2 separate regions of the Gossypium hirsutum genome follow, and region 2 is linked to region 1. A link is a contact called in public Hi-C data. All regions are on one chromosome and are shown on one strand. The core of a region is the stretch at or near the end of the contact, and the rest is flanking DNA. Distances in the headings are between cores, read along the strand shown. Region 1 has its middle 18 kb from the start of LOC107930597. Region 2 holds the start of LOC107955926 (protein unc-50 homolog).

Region 1 (3,094 bases), core at 569-3,068:
AAAGGGATGTTTAATAACTTGATAAAGCATAAAATGGCAGTTACAGAAGGTAGCATTAAAAGGAAAAGCAACCATACTTAGATTTCAATTCAGCTACTTCAATCTTCAATAGATTATCCTCCCGGACAGTCTCCGCATCACGGTCAAGATAAGGTGAAGTCCAACGGTTATATTCAGATACTTTATAGGGGTCAGAAAAAACAACCTGCTCAGTGAGCCTGCATAGTTCCACATTCCCACAAAATTCGGCCACTGCACAAAACATTGAATGTAAATGAATCAGCATCATATCTCGAAGCTTCTAAAAGCCATCAATACTAGAAAATAGCATTTCTTTAATCTAAAACAACACATATATACTTGCTCCAAACAGACTAGTAGAGGAAAAATGACAAAGCTTATCAGCAGAAATGCTCATTCTTCATATCCACAGGCATATAAAGAAGCATTTTTTTTCTTAATTCCATGAGTTCCCATGACATTTGGAATGACTACTGGTATTAAAATCATATTCATGTCACTGCTAAAATTGCACTAAGAATTGACAAGATCCGTGGTCATGAAGATCTAAACATTGAATGGCTACTGAAGGAAGAAGCTATATGGAGATAGTTAGAAATAGGTTAATATAATACCAGGCTTAAACATACACTTGCCATTTACTCAATGAATAAGAAAATATACTTTTCCCCTAGTAATCTTTGGTATATAGACATTATGGAGCAATCATTTGTCAGATATAACAGATAATAATAGCACCAGCAGCAAACTTTCTAAAGCTCTAATACAATTTCAAATATTGGATAGTAGATTATACAACACTCCCTAAACTACCGATAGTTTGATATGTTTCATCAAACTTGATGCATTCGGGCCCAAAATATAACAAGAACTTTGTTATGAATCAATGTTGCAACCAAGAATTCCATAATATGTAGTTTTATTAGTGCACGATCTATATCTATATAAATCCTAACTTATGATCCCCAAATGTACTTGCAGTGACAGCATTCAAACTACACCAAAACCAAACTCAAAACATAAAAACACTGAGAAAGAAAATGCATATGAGTCCGTTACCTGCACGTTTGTGCTCTGTGGTTGACCGATAGAGGAGAGATGTGCAGAAAAGAGTCTTGGCCATGTATTCTGACATATGTTCCGCCAACAAAGGATATTCAATCCCAGCAATTAACCCGTTTCTAAGGATTATATGGGGCGGCTCTAAATACCGCATTCCAATCAAGGACATGGTACGGTCAAAGTGATAAACTTCAGGAACATGTTCAGGGCATAACGCACCATGTTGTTTTAACGCCAACGCTTCGAAATATGCTCGTTCCTTAGTCATGGGCCAAGATTCCCCAATAAGTCGTACGTAGGGAAGTGCCTGTATTCGACATTTTACGCAAAAAATGGAATATCCCATTTCATAATTTCGAGTATTTAATGATTAAAAGGAAAAAGAAAAAAAAGAAGAAGAAGAAGCGAAACCTGCTTGATTACAAAAGAACCAGAAGGGCCAACGATGATGTAGACGAAATTAAGATTGCCATCTCCAACTTCCTTAATCTTTAAACCATCATAGTTGTCGACGATCTTCGATGACAAAGACGGCGTGGCTTTAATGTATTCGATGAGCGAGTTCTCGTCTAGTGGCCTGAACTCAGAAAACGCCATTGTCTTCCTTGTTTGAGGCAGTCCTTTTGAGGGGTTTTAAGAAGAAGTGAAGAAGCGATGTACAGAGATTTAAGAGAGAGGCGTGACTTAACTTCAAACGTTGGGACTGTAGACTGTAGAGTAAAAAGAATAAAAAGATTCGATAATAGCGTCGAAGATTTTTACAATGGGTAAGCCAATAGGGGATCAGTGAAGTAGGGCCGGGCAAGCTGGTCGTGAAATGAAAGATGATTTGAATGAGACGCTTGCTTATCGGGAAACTACAGAGAAAATAGAAACTAACCCATCTAGGTGTGTAATGAAGAAAACAATAACATGTTAATTGTGAAATGAACTTGGATACGTTCACGGTCACGTTCACTTCCACTTAGGAAATTAAAACTTTTCTTTTTTAAGGGTAGGTTTGCTGAGCGGTGGGACATTATGCGATGCGTTTAGTTTATTTTTTATCTCAAATTATCGTATTTAACCTTATTAACACCGTTGTTTTTGTACTAACCATAAAAAAACACACCGTCCATTCAAACTTACCCTTAGATGTGGATGTTAAAACTTGATTATTACTGAATTTCGCATTTTTGACTTTGTTGAGGTTTATTTTTTTCTCTTTTCACTTGGGACCAGTTTTTCCTTATTTATAAGTTACGATTCCTTTGATGTGACATGCTAGGGGTAGCTAGGTGTCATGTATATAATTGAGGGTGACACATCGCCCCTTTAAGTTTGACACATATCCTAGACATGTCTTTAAGAAAAGATTCGCATCGAAGAGTAATCATACGTGTTCACGTGTCCTGCCTCTCAAGGTTGCGAGGCGTATCCGCATGCCTCCCTCGCGAGGTGCTAGTGTTTCACCTTACGAGGTTGCGAGGCATTCCATCATGTTGACCTCTCGAGATTGTGAATGTGTCAGTTACGGATCAAATTTCGGGTCACGGGTTATGAGGTATTCTATAACAACTTGTCTGTCACTTTTTTGAAGAAGAGTTATAAATTGACTTTTCTAATACACAATTGCATGCATGATTCGTGTAATTAAAGGCTTACTATGTAAGTTTTAAGCTTTAATTGTTATTTTTGTTGTTTTAACTGTTCGTTTCCTTAAAAAGTTTTATAAATTCAAATTTTAAAAAAATTTCTAATCCCTGGATTGTATTTTATCATTGTCTTCCTAACAATTTACTTTCATGTCTCATCTTCTTAGTTTGACTTTATTTTCTTACAAACTTGCTTATTCATTTTGGCTTCCTTAGGTTTCTTCTGCAGTTTCAACCAGATCTGGTTTAAGAATGGATTCACAAAATGAGAGGATAACTTATGAATATATAAATCACTCAATTTCTCTTTTATTTTTATCTTGGTTTGTTTATCTAATGTGGCTAAAGTTAGGATGGGTTGGGGTGGTAGAGGTGGT
Region 2 (3,048 bases), core at 318-2,817, 100 kb after region 1:
GCAGCCTTCTGTCAAAATCCTGTAACCTCTACCCAGACCAAAAACATAATCAACATTCAATAATACTAATTTCTGGACCAAAAACTAATAGATGGTAAACACTCAAAAGTCTTCTATGATAGAGTGAATTACTAGCTCAAATTTCATTTCAAGACTCCGGAAATGTATCTAATGGAGACAATGAGAATTGAAAATCAGTCAGCAGAAAATGGAGTGTCAGCAACATAGGTACATTTCATCTACTCCTGGAATTATATGGATTTAGCACTCAGTAACTAGTTGATGATAATATGGGATGATAGAAATCAAGTAGAATGATGGTAAGGGGTCGATACTTACACAACCTTTGGTGCAGTACATAGGTGAAGCATTTGCCAGAAAGTATATTCAATATCCATTTGTTGCCACTACACAAACCAACAAAGGAAAGAGGAGCACTATGAGATGAAGCAGCCATATACAGCAATGATGATGATGAGGAAATGTGTAATAGCACAATTCATTCTACAAGTTAATTGCATATATTGTTCAATTGCAATTCAACATCTATGACTGATACATTTTAGCATAATACTTCAAATATAAAAAAGAGAAAATTCCCACACGCAGCTATAACAGAGGCCTACATCCAAATCTAAGTTAAATAAATAACAAACATATAAGAAAAAGACAAGTAAGAAAATACATTAGACACAAAATTACTTGGGAGGATTAAACCATTCAAAACTTAGCAAAACAATGCAATATTGCTCAAATCAGCAAAGACATACATCAAAGTCAAATTACTAATTTTATTATAAGATTACCCCTGAATGGTAGGGATTCAATTTAAAATGGTCCAGGTTATTGTTAACTTGGCATATTTCCAGGATGAAATTCGTGAATCACATAAGGATCCAAAGTCTGATTACGCCAAAACCACCTAACTCTCTCATCACTACTTCTCCCACATTGAAATTAGAATTTACTTCTAGATTGGATTTCACACTAATGACTTCTCTTTTATAACATCCCAACCTTTTTAATCTACTTTCTAACGCCAGATATTACCCGCCACTAAGTCCTAAGACTGGAATTAATTACAATAATGAATAAAAATTAGAATGTAAAATCTGTAAATTTCATTCAATCAAGAACTTGAGCAAAGATGCAACGTGAAGTGAGGAAAAAAAAGGACAAAGGAAGCAACACCGACAAGTCTTATTCCTAATTGCAACAAGATTCGAACTCCGGGATAGAAATTAGATGAAATGGAAGATCAGATCCAGAGAGAGGGAAAGAGAATGGACCTTGACAATTCGACGTAGGTACTGGGGGAACATGGAGTTAGGTCGAGATGTGGAGGGCGTGGAACGCGTTTTGCTCACCGTTGGTAACATCTTCCCTTTTCTCTGACTTTGAGTTAGTTCGATTTGGCTGTTTGATCCGAGATCTGTAGGGATCTCTTCCTTGTTTTCTTTTTACACCTCTTAGTTTGTGTCTACGGATGGAAGCGTAAAAATGACGACGACTCTGTTTTTCTCTCCGTCCCAGGCTCGCTGTCACTCTGACTAGGCACCTGCCTTCCTCAAATGCCGATTCATTTAAACTCTTTCTCATAAATGGGCTGCAAAATTGGGCTGACCTGACAGAACCAAAACCAAGATTTGACCAGAGTTACATTACATAATCGGGCTAGAGATAACTCAATAAACAACAGGCCCGATGAGCCCATCTTAAGGGAGAGGCTTAAAGCCCATTTTAATGAGGACCTTCCTTCGTTTTTGTTTCTCCCTCTCCTTCTCCCTTTTTTCTCCTTTCTCCCTGATATCAAATTGCAGAAGAAACGAAATTCAGCAATCGCCCGCCCCATGGGAGATTCCAGCCTTGCACTTGGTACATCAGTTCATAAAGCGCTTGGTGGCGGCTCAGGTTTCCTTCTCTTTCTATATATTCCCAGCAGCCTCTTCATTTCATTTCTCAATAGATCTGTTTCGCTTCCACGATCATTTCTATAATTGGGTGTTCTCGAGGATTTTTTATTTTCCGAATACTAACTAATATTCCGTAGTCTAATTATATTATTCAGCAACATGTCATCTGGTTTACATGATTCTGATTTATTTTGGGATTGTTAATTGTTTTATTTTTTTATTTTTGAGGTCTGGGTTTAATTTTGTTCATGTATTTCCGGTAGTTGCTGATGTGCTATTGTGGAGAAAATGGCGTGGCGGAGCTGTGATGCTAGTCTCGGCAACGACGATGTGGTACTTATTCGAAGTAGCCGGTTATAATTTCTTAACTTTCGTGGCCAACGTGTTATTGCTCCTTATTGTTATTCTCTTCTTGTGGGCCAAATCTGCTTCACTTCTCAACAGGTTTTTCCATTGCTAAACTCTTTAATCTCTCCTTTACTAACTGCTTATCCTATTGCATGCTTTGATGGAAAATACTCGTACCCAGAAAAAAGACAGTTGTTTCCTTCTTTTTTTATGAGAACAATGCATTATGATTTCTTAGAAGAAAATGGAAGTGATTCTGCTTTCATATGCAGGCCTTTGCCGCCAATTCCTAATATGGAAATTTCTGAGAGAACGATTGGGATTGTCGCGGATGAGTTACAAATATGGCTTAATTGTGTATTGTCAATTGCACATGACATTACCATCGGCAGAAATTTGAAAGTTTTTCTTAAGGTTAAGCTTTTCCTTTATATAATATCATTTAATTGATATAAAACCTTAAAATGCCCTTGACTAGCAAAGTTTTTAATGTCTGTTGATCAGGTTGCCCTTAGCTTGTGGTTTGTATCATTCATTGGTAGCCTCTTCAACTTCCTCACTCTGGTCTATATTGGTAAGTTATGTGACCCTGTTCGGTCTTATAACTGTGATGATTCCATTGACTTTATTCATTTATGCTTATTTGTTTGGATGTGTTCCACAGGAGTTATTCTTATTTTATCAGTCCCTTTGGTATATGAAAAGTACCAGCCTCACATTGATGAGAAGCTTTCTGTAGCGCACAGAGTCTTTCAAGAGCAGTGCAGGAAACTTGATGAAACGGTCT

What was found. Hi-C and Micro-C count contacts between places; a contact is called where the count stands out from the background.
Region 2: a contact with region 1 is called in a Hi-C map of leaf, with 1.8 times the contacts expected there. The contact joins the promoter of LOC107955926 here to the enhancer-like site in region 1. A contact is called at or near these places in 2 of 34 Hi-C or Micro-C datasets (both in leaf).

Annotation. Positions count from the first base shown.
Region 1 is chrD12:2,793,238-2,796,331 of Gossypium_hirsutum_v2.1, forward strand. It overlaps the pseudogene LOC107930536. Among protein-coding and RNA genes, the nearest start is that of LOC107930597, 18 kb to the left of the region's middle. Within about 2 kb of position 1,819, at least 6 of the 9 cell types and tissues checked have an H3K27ac peak or open chromatin away from gene starts, as enhancers often do. A contact at or near this core is called in leaf, where this site is marked.
Region 2 is chrD12:2,896,044-2,899,091 of Gossypium_hirsutum_v2.1, forward strand. It overlaps LOC107955926 (protein unc-50 homolog), which reads right to left and starts at 1,568. Exons shown (of 10, transcript XM_041108225.1): 1 at 1,290-1,568; 2 at 340-407. The coding sequence starts at 1,379. It overlaps LOC107953374 (reticulon-like protein B11), which reads left to right and starts at 1,749. Exons shown (of 6, transcript XM_016888672.2): 1 at 1,749-1,911; 2 at 2,177-2,357; 3 at 2,534-2,675; 4 at 2,766-2,835; 5 at 2,926-3,048. The coding sequence starts at 1,851.